Linked DNA regions of Mus musculus: region 2 is linked to region 1. A link is a contact called in public promoter capture Hi-C data. All regions are on one chromosome and are shown on one strand. Each heading gives the region's core, a stretch centred on a gene start, on an enhancer-like site or on the middle of the called end of the contact. The rest is flanking DNA. Distances are from core to core; before and after follow the strand shown. Region 1 holds the start of 4930503O07Rik (RIKEN cDNA 4930503O07 gene). Region 2 holds the start of Cd34 (CD34 antigen).

What was found. Promoter capture Hi-C pulls out the DNA fragments that hold promoters and counts their contacts.
Region 2: a promoter capture Hi-C map of hippocampal neurons shows a contact between it and region 1, with 3 times the contacts expected there. The contact joins the promoter of Cd34 here to the promoter of 4930503O07Rik in region 1. A contact is called at or near these places in 3 of 39 promoter capture datasets (hippocampal neurons, liver and stem cell-derived epiblast-like cells) and 1 of 484 Hi-C or Micro-C datasets (cortical neurons).

Annotation. Positions count from the first base shown.
Region 1 is chr1:194,219,795-194,227,130 of GRCm38.p6, forward strand. It overlaps 4930503O07Rik (RIKEN cDNA 4930503O07 gene), which reads right to left and starts at 2,965. Exons shown (of 3, transcript NR_040477.1): 1 at 2,635-2,965.
Region 2 is chr1:194,937,054-194,943,916 of GRCm38.p6, forward strand. It overlaps Cd34 (CD34 antigen), which reads left to right and starts at 1,768. Exons shown (of 8, transcript NM_133654.3): 1 at 1,768-1,991. The coding sequence starts at 1,913.

The DNA.
Region 1 (7,336 bases), core at 1,715-4,214:
TAGCTAAGACAGACTTCCTGCTTCTTGTCCAATCTGAATCAAGAAGTGGGATGTTTTGTCAGTCCTGTGCTTGCTTCACTCAAGCTAGCCAAACAGTGGTGATCTTACAGTGGTGAGGAGAAGGAAACCATACACAATTATCCAGCACCACTCCTAATTCTCACAGAGCCCCAAGTTTGGGGGTGAATTAAAAAGAGCATGTTAATGTAAAGCATAGTGACAGACACATGGCAGAAAGTCACTCAACAGTATCTGCTAGCATCTTCTCATCCCTTTGCCAGCGCTGAAGAGTGGGATTTGATCTGAGAGAAGATATGGTGTCACTGTTGGTCAGATGTAGGAGGGTGACTATATATTGAGTGAGCTTTTAAGATTAGTGTCAAATGTTATAAGTTGAGAGAAGTGAAAACAACCTTCACCCTGGAGGTTGTGAAAATATTTTCTTCAAGTGGCTATAAAGACAGTGTATGTCTACAGACTCTCATGGGATTTTGCAGTTCTGGATAAAAGAGAAATCCCCTGGGCAGTGAAACAGGTGAATCCAAGCCACCTACTGTAAAAATCTCTAGGTAAAGCTGTGGCTACCTAAAATTGAATATACAGAGTCGCTGCTGCCTCCTTCCCCAGAAATCTCTTCCTTCTCTTTGCACCTTCATCAACCCAGGCAAATTTGTGGGGTTTCTCTTCTGGATGAGGTAACATGAGATCCTACACTGGGGCCATTACTTACACGATCAGAAACCTTGCCTTCTCATTTGTAAAACAGACACATTCAAATCCAGCTCCTATTAGGTCTCTGTTCAAACCAAGCTTTCAGCTTTCTGAAGAAATCCAGCCATGAACAACAATTATTCCCGTATGTACAAGCTAATCAGAGGATCTTAGAATTTTTAAACCCATTTGTGCATTTTTGGGTTTTATAGGGTTAATTCTACAAAGGGCTAGAATAAAAAGGGAAAAATAAAAATAGAATGCATGTGAATTATGGGAATTATTTTCATATATTTGAAATAGTTAAAAGAGGTGAACTCAACTCAGATTTTGCATTTTGACACCTGGGAAATTCTCTTAAGTCCCTCAGAGGACTCTCGTCCATCTTGGTGAGAAAGAACAAAGGGACAGGTACAAGTTTGCTTGACAGCAATGGTGGTCATTCACACCTAGCTCTAGATCGTGAGCAGGGTCCCCATCACTGAGAAGAGTAGATAACCCAAATTTGTGTTCCCTGAAAGTCTGTAAAGCAAACACAAGCCTAGTAGAGGGAAAATGATCCCACTCTAGACTCCATTTATAGCCACTTCCAACCTTACTCTTCTCTAAGTAACTTTCCTTATGTGTGTCTCCATATTTCTCTCTCCTCTGTCAGTCATAGATAAAACACTAATGCAGACATAACCCTAGCACAGGAACCCCCTGAGGCTGTAATAATCTCTTTCCCACCTAGCGTCCAGTCTTAGAGGTCAAGTCCTTATAGGGAACTTCTCGATAGTTGCACAAGAAGCTTTGGTCTTCTCAACTCTTGGTTTGAGACAGGACTTGAGGAGACTTTTTTACCTGCCTTTTTTGTTGTTGTTTTTAAGAAAAGTAATAATTTATAAAAGGTCACAAAACGTATATAGTCCCACTTGTGAGTTCCCAAAAGAAATTACACAATGTTTCCAGAGAGTCTGGCTTTAGGAAAGTTTTAGAAACAGGCACTGTTCACTGCTGTTCAGAGAATATGGTAAGTTACATCTATTTTCTTAGTTTCTATTTCTTATTTCTGACTTGGATGAAAATGATAGTAACTCTTTCCAAGACCTCTTTAATACAAAGCTTATGGTTAGAACCAAGCTCATTAAACAAATCTTTGTCCAGTGCTGTTCATATTGCCACCCCACATATTTTCAGTTTCTGAAAAACTTAACAAAGAAAATGGAAAATCTATTCTTATTTCACTTTCCTCTTGCTAATTAAGAGGTATTGTTCATTATTATCATTATTTTTAATAGAATACTAGATAGGACTGGAGAGATGACTCAGAGTTCTTGCTCCTTTTGCAAAGAGTCTGTGTTAATTTCCCAGGACCCACATTTGGCAGCTCATACTGCCTGTAATTCTGGCCACAGACGTGCAGTGACTGTCTCCATGAGCACATGTATGTATGTGTCTACACATATACATATACATCATAAACATATGCATATATATATATACATCACATACATATATACAACATACATATACATCATATACATATGCATATACATATACATCATATACATATACACATACACATACACATATACATCATATGCATATACATCATATACATATACATATACGTCATATACATATGCATATACATCTATATCCAGCATACACATTTACATAGCTAAATCTTAAAAGTATGACATACTAAACACAAGTTTTCCAGGAGTTTATCTAGATCATTTCCTCCCACTAATCAATGTTAGAAAAGTGGCAGTTATATTTACTGAGTTAAAACCAAATAGGGAACCTTAAGTTAGAGAAGGAAATAGGTTGAACAGACTTGGCTTCCACCTAGAAATTCTAACAGATCAGGTCCAAAGGCTTTCTAGGATGACAGGACTCTTAGATATAAGACACATGCATATGTTAGGCACAGCATACCCTCCTTGCTGTTCTCGGTGCTTCTCTTAGGTCACAGATGGACTTTTATCACAGTTGTTCTCTCTGCGAAAAATGCCACCTTAGGGTTCCTGCACTTGAGAGTGCAGGAAGTGCAACTGAAGATCAAGTGAAATAGAACAAATAAATGGACTGACTGGAAGGTCCTAACAAAAGCCCTCACAGGTAGTTCTCATCCTGTGTATCTGATGACTCCATGTACCTCTGTGATGCAGATCCTATGAGCATACAGGATGTGACTGCCCAAGATGCCATAGTTGATATGGGAATCTCCCTGAGGGTAGACTGAGGGTAGCTCCTTACATGGCCGGCTGAAGCACTGCTGGAGTGCTAAAGAGAGGTTACTGGCTGAGGAATTAGACACTTACATTGTTGTGTAATAATTGGTGGCATTCATTTTTCATCACGCTGCTCTCCTTTTGAGGAATTCAGATAAACAAGTTAGTTGCCTTTTTCCAGATGCCTCATGGGGTACCAGTGCATCTCTGAGCCCTACAGCGGAACGAAGAAAATGTCAATGTACCAATAAGCAAGAAAGGGTGGTGTCCCTCGTTTTTATGTGTATTTCAGAGTACTTCTGATCCTTGAATAGGGCTTCTGTCGCCGTGGAGATGGGACTCCAGGTTTCTTCCACATTAACTACATGCCCTTTGAGAAGCTTCCTCTGTAAGAATCCAGATGTTCTGTGGCAGCAGAAGTTTTTCAAGGGACGTGCCATCTAGCGGCCGCCATTGTGAAGTGCAGCCTGCCGCTCAGCTGGCCCGTTGCTAAGGGCAGCAGCTGCAGCAGTTCATCTCCCTGTCTGAGGCAGAGAATCATGGGATGTTTACACTGAGAGCGACCTCCAGAGATTTCCTGTCAAGACATCTGCCTCCAACCAGCACGAACAATATGTCTTATGCTTATAGTGTTGTAAAAAAACAGTTACAAATAGTACCACATTTTAATTCTCACACCAGCCCCATGAAAGTTGATGTAATCATTATTTCCGTTTTAAAGATGAAGCTATGATCACTCATAACTTAAGTTTCTTGAGCACAAATCACAATATCTCCCCTTCAAGTCAACCATTTGCTGACCTCAGGAAAATATGTGGGCATTTAGAGACTTAAAAGAGACGTATCTAGTCCATCCTACATCTGAGTTTTTGCTGGAAAATCAGGCCAGTGTTTGGAGCTGAATTTACATAAATAGCTTTGAGTTATGAGCAAGTTTATTCTACCTGAAAATTTATCTCCAAAATTCTCTGTCAATGGACAAATCAAAGGGTCTGTGTGAAGGTCTCAGAAAGAATTGCCATGAGCCAACTATGGAGAGGAGGGGCTGAGTCCAGCAGCTGGGTTGATGAGGCACCTGGGAATACAGGAGAGGAGAGGGTATCAGAACAGGACTTGTAAGAAGAAATTAAGCCAGATATAACGGCGATGTGAAGTCACTGGGCACATCTAAAGTTCCTGCTTTAAATATTCAGCAGTCTTTGGGGAAGGAAATGAATTAGCCAATAGGGCCATCAGACAGCTGAATGAAAAGAGTGTTTGAAAGTAGGGGAGGGGGGGATCCACTATTTACTTACTCAGCAACCATTAGAGACTCTAGTTTCTCACAGAGGTTGAAAGCTCTGTGTCTGAAATCCTCTGACCTACTCTTGTGAGCATACATTTAAGCATGTTTGTGTGTGTCCATGGGGAGGGTGTGTGATCCACATGTCTATGCATATGTGTGGAGGCCAAGGTCAACGCCCTGTGTCTTTAAAGCTCAGGGGCTGTTCACCTTGTATTTTGAGGAATGGTTTTTTCACAGAATCTGGAGCTCATTGATTTGGCTAGCCTGGTTGCCTAGCAAGTATCAGGAATGTCCTTGTCTTTGCCAACCCAGCCCTAGGATTATAGGCCTGCACAGTCAGGGTAAGGTCTAAGTGTTTAGTGACTGAGCCACCTCCCCCCTACCCCCACAATCATGAAACATACTCCAATCTACCTATCATCTACTTCATTTCATCCTCTCAGGTAGATGCTGGAGGACAGTGCTCTCAGCAACCTGTATCATCCCAGGGTAATCTTAGGCTGAGTTGCAATCCTGTGGGATTGAGTTTAGAAAGGGAGATATTGCCATTGGAGGCCTGGACTTGTAGGCTGCAATAGCAATTGGGGATGTTTTTTTTTCAGATATTTGCTTGATAAATAAAAAATATGTATTTATAAAGGAAAAAGCTATATCCATATTTAGGGGGGCTGTAAAAATTGGTTTCTTTGATTGAAGACAGACAGGAATAGGAGTCTTTCTACACAGACATCCTCTCTACTGAGTTCTCTGAAATCATATTCAGAGCTTTTATACATGGAGGTTGGAAAGAGATTTCCCTTCCTCCAATATAGGCTGCCTCTGGTGCCAGATGAGTCCTAGATAGGAAATCAAGCAGGATGTAAGCTCTGTGGTACTGCCTCTAAGAATTGGGAGGGGGTCAGAGAAAGAGGGGACTAGACTGCTCCTGGTGCTGCACTGAGGGATGAGCCGAACAGGTCACATGTGCTGCATCTTCTCAAGCTCATGCCTATGCCTCAGCCTGCTCTTTACCCAAGGAAGACAACAGAGAAGCATTTCTGGGCTCATTCCTACCCCAGATCCCTATCAGGCAATATGTTGAGTTCTTTCCTCATGAATGAATTGCAGTCTGTTTCAGTTCACAAAGATACCCCCTTTTCTACTCAGAATTTAGGAAGTCTGGTAACCTCCACTGTGGGGGAACACACTGTTCCCCAGTCTGTTCTTGAGGGAAATGAAAAGCCAGAAGATTTTCATCTTATGCTGGTCTCCCTCCTCTTGATCTTCGACACTCAGAGGAACCAGGGAGCTCCTTCCCCTGTCAGTCTTCACACAGCACGTTGAGAAGATGTGTTCAGAGCCAGCCAAGATGATAGCACTGTGTTGGTGCTAGACCCCAGATCTGGAGACCCCACACTCATGTGTGCAAGTTGTAGAAGCATGTATGCCTCTATGAACATGGGCAGCAAGATCTCATGTTCATTCACAAACCTTGTTAAAGGGTTGGTTATGAACCAGACATTCTGGGTAAATATTTTTGTGCTTGGGGGACTTTCATGATAGTTCCCAAAAGCTGTTCTTCAATACATCTTATAAAACTTGCAAGACCCCCCCCCCCCCAAGCATGCTGGCGTCTGAACTTACTATTTTTACAGAGACAAATGTGTTTATCTTTCTCCCCATATCACAAAGCACTTCTCTTCAGCTTTAAATCAAACATCTGGCCCACCCTGTCCATAATGCCTTTCCTGATGTTCTCTGCCAAATATTCATGCCAACATATCGACTTTATTTCCAATGCTGCCAGCTTGGTGTTGTGGGAAGAAAATAAATCTAATATGAACCTGTGCACAAATTCATTCTTCACTACTCACTAGATTATTAACCTTGCTTAAGGCCTTTTATTCCAGTTTCCTCACAAGATAAAAGGAATAATGAGGGCATGATGAGACGACCACAAGCCCCCACTTACAGGAGGGGGGGTATGCTGTGTCTTTGGCTGTGTGCCTTTATGCAAATGAGACATAGAGATCCTATGAGCTGGGCAGCAATGGTCCAGAGAAAAATCTCTCTGAAGTCTGGAGTTGTAAGAATAATGAAGTCAAAGGAGGAGGAAGAGTAGAATGGGGGATGGGAGGCAAGGTGAAAAGAGGAAGGAATGGGAGAAAAAGAGGGGGGAGAAACTGCAGTTGGGATGTAAAATTAATTAATTATTAATAAAACACTGCCACCACCACCAACAACAAAAGAATATAGTCTCTGCTCAGCTTTAAACTATGTTGTCTGTTCTGAATGGGAAGATGGGCACATGAGGTAGACAAGGAAAAACAGGAAAAAAAACAAAAGAAAACAAAACAAAAAACCAGTTTGATATGGAGGCCTGTCAGTTTAGACTTAGTACAGAAACAGAAATTCCCATTCCAGCCAGAACTTTCTTAGCAGCCCTGGGAAGTGGAGGCCTGAGAGAAAACTTGTGTGACCATTTAATTCATTACACTGCCCTGAGTCGGGGTGACTCTGGAGACAGCTGATGGCTCCTGAGTATCTGCCAGTAAGAATTTGGCATCAACTTGGGAATCTCTAATGCAAAAGTTCAAGAAACGACTAGAAACTTGTGTAGACATCTTCTTTCCTCAATGAAAATCACATGGTAGGAAACCTGCAGCCCGTCCCTGAGAAGACACTCCTCTAGTGAGAGTCTAGTATGTTCTGGAGGCTATCTTCCTACATACAGGGTCTGAGCAGAGAGTTCTTTCCAGGAAGCTGCCACACAAAGCAGCTTCTGGCTCCTAACAAAGCTGCCCTGTTGGAATGGAAGGCTGGATGCAGACTTCTCTTCCACCAAGGAAAGAAAAATGATATGGGAACAGCTTGGATGGGACGATATTTCAGGCATGGCTAGCTGTTAAAAATGAGCTAATTCAGAAGAGGCACATTTAAATAAATATAATGCAAAGGCACAATGGCACAAGATAATAGTTCTGAACGGGGAATTCTAATGACTGCAAGCGCCTCTCACAGGGCAATTAATACACATGGCCAGGCTGCAGCAGTGCTAGGCAGAGGAAGGGGAGAAGCAGGTCGCAGCAGAAAGGGGGAGGGGGAACCAGAGCAGCTGACAGAAATAGGATTTGATTTCCTT
Region 2 (6,863 bases), core at 518-3,017, 720 kb after region 1:
ACTTTCCTTCCCTGGTGCTGAACACTGCTTTGTCCTTACGCTTGTACTTAGGAGGTATTCTTTTTCTTTCATGACCTCTTGAAAGAAATGACAGACAGCACATATTACAAGTTAAGATTCTTGGCACTCAGCCTTGATTCTGGTTCTATATGGATTTTGCTTTCAGAAACTTTTCCATAGAGTCAATATCTTTCACTCTCCTCCCCCACTTCAAAGCTAGTTAAGAAGTTCAAGTACAAAATATTTCCTATAGTCCCATTTCCCATGGTCCAAAAGACAAAAGATATTTAAAGTAATCAGAAGAGAGCCTAAAACAATGGTACATACCTATGATCCCACCATTCAGGAAGCTAGGATAGGATTTTTTTTTTTTGAGTCCAAGACCAGATGGGACTATAGAGTGAGATCCTGTCTCAAAACACTTTAATTAATTAAACTAACAGAGAAAACATCTGGAAGTAAAGGTAGACTCAAATGAACCAACTCATTTTTACATATAACAATTTACCTACCATAAAAAGTATGAGCAAAATGTAGGTACCAGAAGAAAATCCACTTTTGAAACTGAAGAATTAGGTGTAATATTTCCTTCTTAGTTCATATTCCAAGGACCAGAATTTAATTTTAAAAGTACATTTTGCAATCCTTTCTGACCCTACCTCCAGGTTCTCCATCACAATATGCCAACTGTACTTTGACACAAACTCACTTAATGTCGTTGTATTCAATGAGCCTCTGCCTTTATTATGATGAAAACCTCCGCTTCTTGTTTTAATGGTGTGATATGAAACAGGGTAAGAGTATAGATTTGAGGACTGATACTCTTCTTCTCAACCCCAAGGTATATTAGGCCCAGGGTAGGCAACACAAACAAATGTACTTTCTTCGTGGAGGTAGATCTTCAGAGAAATAAATACAGAAATTTATCCAGGGCGTTTGTCTGATCTTTCTTTCTCCCTTTAGGTTATGTGACCAGACATTATGGGAAAACTAGGGCTAAGTATTTACAGTCATCATCACAGACCCTTCTGTGCCTTATCTCAATTTCTACCTGCTGCTATATGCCTTGTCTTGCTTCTCTCTCCTCCTGCCTTGATCTTCTGACCTGTGACGAGTCAGAATCCTGCAATCCAGCGCATCAACATGCAGCACCATTGCGTGGAGAAGCACAAGGAGTGCTAGAAGGTCTGTTAGGTAGGGCAGGGTAAGAATCTAAGAAATCTTTTGTCTGAAGGGAGGGCAAGAAAAGCTCCCATAGAATCAGGAAACTTAAATCTAGGATTGAAAAGGGAACATTGGAGAAAAACCATGTACTATGGAGTATCTATATTATCTCTATGGTATTGACAATTGCTATGACCCAACTAGCTAAGGAAATATGGATGATCACAGGAAAGTTAATACAAATTCTGTTGATTTTGCTGGAAAATGAGTATAAAAGAGAGATGGTAGGATAGCAGATGGTCTGGACTGTGAAAAGGCTATTAGTGTCCTGTTTGTGTCCTGCTCAATTTTAACATGCAGCACAGATTCCACCGTGACTATCTCTAAAGGTGTCTTGGAATTGTGTTGTTTCCTGCTTAGCTGAAAGATCATACTCCTGTAAACTCAGGCGTACACAGTGGCTTCCTGCCACACTTAAAACTTGAAAATAAAGAAATCAGAAAGGAGAAATTTGACCCTGCCGAGAGGCAGCCAAGATGACACACGGTTAAAAGTGAAGTAGGAACTACGAGAGGGGCTGGCCTCACCAAGACGCAACAGGGAGGGGATAAGCCAGCATCCCCCACCCACTCCGGACAGGGAGCAGGGGAGGAGAGCCAATATCCCCCACCCCTGCGCAGGGCGGAGGAGCGCGTCCCGCGCCGGGCCGCCTCCTGCACCGAGCGCATCTCCGGAGCGGTACAGGAGAATGCAGGTCCACAGGGACACGCGCGCGGGGCTCCTGCTGCCATGGCGCTGGGTAGCTCTCTGCCTGATGAGTCTGCTGCGTGAGTATTAACAGCTGAGGGCCAAGGGACCAGGCTATGGGCCGGGAGGAGGGAAGACGCCGGCCACTAACCTCACCTGGGAATCCTGCGCTCCAGCACGCAGAAGTGAGCTTACTCAGGTAGTGCTGGGGGACGCCAGCTCCTCTGCGTGGCTGGAGGTGCAAAGCTCAAAGTTGAGGCTAGAATGCAGACAGAAGGAAGGAAAAGTTCTGTAACTCTCCTTAATTGAGGAAGCAAGGACCCAGAGTGGTCCAGAGAAGGGTCCAGGCACCCATTGTTCCCAGGACTTGGACATAAAGAATTCATGAGGGTAGCCATTTCCAGTAAGGGCCAGGAGACCTTTAAGGAGGACTGAGGGACATTAGTGGAAGAGTCTGGAATAAAGAACAGGCAGAGAGGAAAAAAAGGACAATTTTAAATTTCAGATTAGAAAGCTAGAGTCGCCCCTGCAGAAACCATGCAGATGCTAGTAGGGAGGTGGTTTGGTGTACACACCAAGTCCTTCTGCTCACCAGTCTTCCCCGTGCACAAACATACATTCATTGCTAGTTGGAATTTTCTTGCTCTGCTTCCCTTCAGATTCTAAAGCTAGTGGACAGGCCAAGACACCTCCTGCTGCCCACGCATACTCTTACTTCTTAAGTTCTTCCCCTCTTAGGTTGGCAAAAAATAGTATTCACTCAGTCTATAGCAAACTTTATTGCACTGGAGGGTGTTGTTCTTCATCCCAACTCATGTCCTTTGAGGTTTTCAGGGTTGTGAATTACTCATTTTGCTTTTAACCCTTGGGGCTCCTAAATCTTCATTGTATATCTTAAAGGACACTCAACATGTAGAGTAGCCTGGATCTACCCACAAGACCTCTTTTCTCCCAGTCTTCTGCTCCATTGCCTTTGGGTCTATCCCAAAGAGAGCTGGCAGAGGAGAAGTTGAATTAGGTTCTGGGTTCTCCTGATTGGCAGCGCTAGACATGTCCATTTTGATGGAGTAAAACTTGCTTGGACAAAAATGCCCAGAATGATGCTACACTGTGCACGGGTAGGTGACCACGGGCTGGAGTCCTCATCAGATGCTCTGTACTTACTCTTTTGGTCACTCAGCTCAGCACTGACCCAAGTCTGGGTGTAGTGCTGTCTTTTCTTATTTCCTCAGCTGGCCAGTATCAGCCTTGTCTTGGGCTGAATGGGGCAGGGTGGAGAGAGCAAAAAAACCTCTGCAAACCTTGGGGAAATATGCTGAAGATATCAGTGTCTCAACTTTAGGGTAAAGGACAGGGCAGGGGCCACCATTCCCAACCCAGCTAGACTTCATAAGCCGGCCAAGGCTCTGTACTTTCTCCAAGAACTTCCTAGGGTTTGTGTTGAGATTCTTCTGTTTGTTAATACTATTATTTTCTGTCCTGGAATAAATTGTAAAATAAATTAAACTGATGAATTATGTAATTTAAAATGTCCCACAGTAGACAACCGTGATGTTATTACTGGGAAAGTTGGTGTAGAATGGAAAGTCACTCTGAAGAGATAGTTCTCTTCTGTCCCATGAGAAGCTAGTGTGAACATCTTCTAGACAGCCACAAGTGTCACTTTTTCAGGGGCAAGAGAGATCAGTGGCCAGAATCTGGGTTGTGACTGGGGACACACGCTCCAGCTGACCTAAAAGTCTTTCAGGAAACTAGGAACCCCTTTGCCTGGGTTTCCTTCCACAAGACCTCTTTTTCCCTTATTCCAACACTACCTCCAGCTTCTACTCACATTCCCTTTCTTCCTTTGGGCTCTTTGAATCTGATGATCTACAACTATATCCTGCCTGGGACTGCATGTAAAAAGGGAAAAAGAAAATAGAAAATACTTTTTATCAGATAGTTTCCCTGCTACATGGTAAGGAGGGAGGTGTAAGAGTTTGGGGACTGCCAAGTAATTCAGTGATTTGAAGGCTCCCCAGTGAAGGACTAGACCAGGCTTCACAACCTTTGTAAATGTACTTCTTCATCTTGGCCAGCACTCCTGCCTGTCTGATGAGCAGGCAAGAGCCTAGGCCTCTCTTGTATCCCTTTGGCTTCATCACCTTGGTCCTGTTTGTTTGAGTTGCCTTTACTGCTTTCCTTTCCTGAGTGATCTTTGTCTCCAAAATCTCAGAGCAAGGAGTGCCAAAATTGTAGCAGATAAAGTTGGGGACAAAATTCTGGAAAAAAAAAAAAAAGCAAAAAGGGAGCAGATTCCACTGTTTCTGATCTTGCCTGGTTTCCTTTGTGTTTTGGACCTGAAGACCTAAGCTTCCTTTCAGAGTTTCCCAGCTCCAGGCTCCAGTACTTGGGTTTCCTTCTCTCATTGACTTTGGTTCATCTGACGAAATGTCCTATAATGTGGCAAATTAAAAATATGAAGGCATGGAAAAAGAACACAAATTCATCTCTAAAAGAAATGTTCATAGTGGCCAGGGCAGAATTTACATATGATGGGTAGGGAGAGACTTTGACATTTCTAATGATAATATTTTCTTCTTATGTTGGTTAAAAAATAAAAACATAGTATCTTTAAATTTGCTATCAAGTTTCCTGGCTGTGCTACAGGGAGAATGATGCATGCATCTTGGGGTGGGGTAGGTAGGGTAGGGATCCAAACAAATTGGAAGGCCTGGCAAGGTACTTTCCTGGACCTACACTTGGGATGGGCAGGGAATGAATCATTTCCCTAATGATGCAAAGGAAAAGGCCTCCTGGCTTAACTGGGAAGTCTGCTGCTTCCTGGAGTGGAAAATAAAAGCAAGCCTCTTAGAAAAGTGGTTATCTCTAGGTAGTTTGCTCCATTGCTTAAGAAAATGTGTAAATGGTTCTTTGGGTAAGAAATCTCAAAATGTTAGACAAGTTCTCAATATTCAAGGGCAGGCAGGAAGCAGGCTGGCTAAATGGGAAGTAGAGTCTTATATTGGAGTGGGTCAAGAGATGAAGGCATAAGGACTGCAGAATCTAAGGTAAAGACAAAAGGGTGACGCTCTTGCAGAGTTGGAAGCTTTAAAGGAGATTTCTTATAGAATAGCTTCATTAGCACAGTATTAACTAACATTTCAAGGTGTGCTACTGTCTCTTCTGGCTACCCTGAAATTTCACTCCATGCTTTCAAATCTCTGGTAAAAATTGCCCACGCATGGGAGGTTTGCCAGAGAAGGACTCAGGGAGACTGAAGAAAATGGTATTTGGGTGGCTGCCCTACGGAAATGATTGTAGTGACCATGGTACTAAGCTGCAAGCCAGGAATGAGTGGCACCAGAAAAATGAAAGAAATGCAAGTAGAAGAAATATAAACCTCCTGAGGATCCACAGAAATGAAGGGATGAAGACAAGCTATTTGAATATAATGGATAATCTCAATGTAGTGTGGGTGTTCAGGCTGGTTTATACTGACAACTCTGCCTTACCTCTGAAATGAAGGAAGTTTCTGTCAAGCCCTTTGTTCTAGTTCAGCAATGGCTCGGGCTTGTGGAGCATAATTTGTGGTACATAGCAGGTGTCAAGTGACTCTAATAGGAGTTTTTTGAATGCTCACTCACCTACTAATGAGCTCATCCCACTAAAAAAAGATCAAACTGCGTTTAGTTCTCTTCCTGTATCACTGCGAAATTAGCCTTTTTCTAACTTCTTATCATTGTCCTATTTTTATTATTTGATTTGCCCCAAGTTTCATGAAAATCCCTAAAGACCTGTCTAGTCATCCCCAGTCCTAAAGAGATTTGTGCAAATCACAGTGATGCTAAAGCCTAAAGAAGTCAAATGATCCCTTATTTTGTGTTTTCTTCAGAATTTTGTAAGATCCTTTGCATGTTTGTGGTGCTTAAGGAAAAAAAATGCACAAATTATGAAAGTGAAATTAGTCTCCAAAAGGGTTGTTTACAAACTTTTCTTATGAAAGGCAAGACAGAAAGCATCCCAGGCTTGGGATCTGGATGTGGCTTCTGGTGCATATGACTTTGTATGACTTTAATGGCACTTGAAAATATAGATGACATGCTTGACAGACTGACCACACACTGTCAACCCCAGCACAGAACTTGTCTTAAGAGTTATAGTTTGCTAACTACTGATATGGATGAGATAAAATCAGGTCTTTTGCAATATGACTTGGATTCTAGACTTTCCCTCATTATATGGAGATAATTGGTTTATCTTTATACTAATGTAAATTAGGACAAGCAAGATGGCTCAGTGGGTAAAAGTGTTTGCCATGCAAATTTGAGGACCTGAGTTTGATCCCCAGAACACAAATGGTAGGAGAAAAATGACTGTGAATTGTCCTATGACCTCTGTGTGTACTGTGGTAGATCCTTGTCTGCACTCATCTCATTTCCTTTCTCCCTCTCTCCCTCCACTCTCTCTTTGTCACACACATTGATAATAATGAATATTTTTAAATAATAATAAAACATAGAGTATCAGAATGAGACTAGAATGCTGTCGATGGTGAGTGTGAGTAGTATTGTTCATCCCTGTTGTCTGTCCTAGCGCTGCAGGGTCTGCCAAGCATTCTGAATAAAACACGTGTATGTTAAAAAAAAATCTTGACATTCAAGAAAATTTATAACTTAAGTGAGGAGAAAGACAGTTAAACCTCTCCTGAGGAAGCGACTTGTGGGACTTTGTGCCAGATGAGTGATAGAGATAAGTTCTGCTCTGCAAAAGCAGAAGGAAGGGCCCTTTCATAACGATGGTCAGAGACCAGACAGTCTGACTACTTTGTATTTCCTTACCTTCTTTGTTCCTCAGAACAACCAGGAGGCAGGGCCTACTTTGATTTCATTTTACTGGAGAAGTTTAAAAGTTGTCAGTTGCCTTGGAGCCTCCAAGCTAGAACTCAGAAAAGAAGCACCTGGAACATCTAC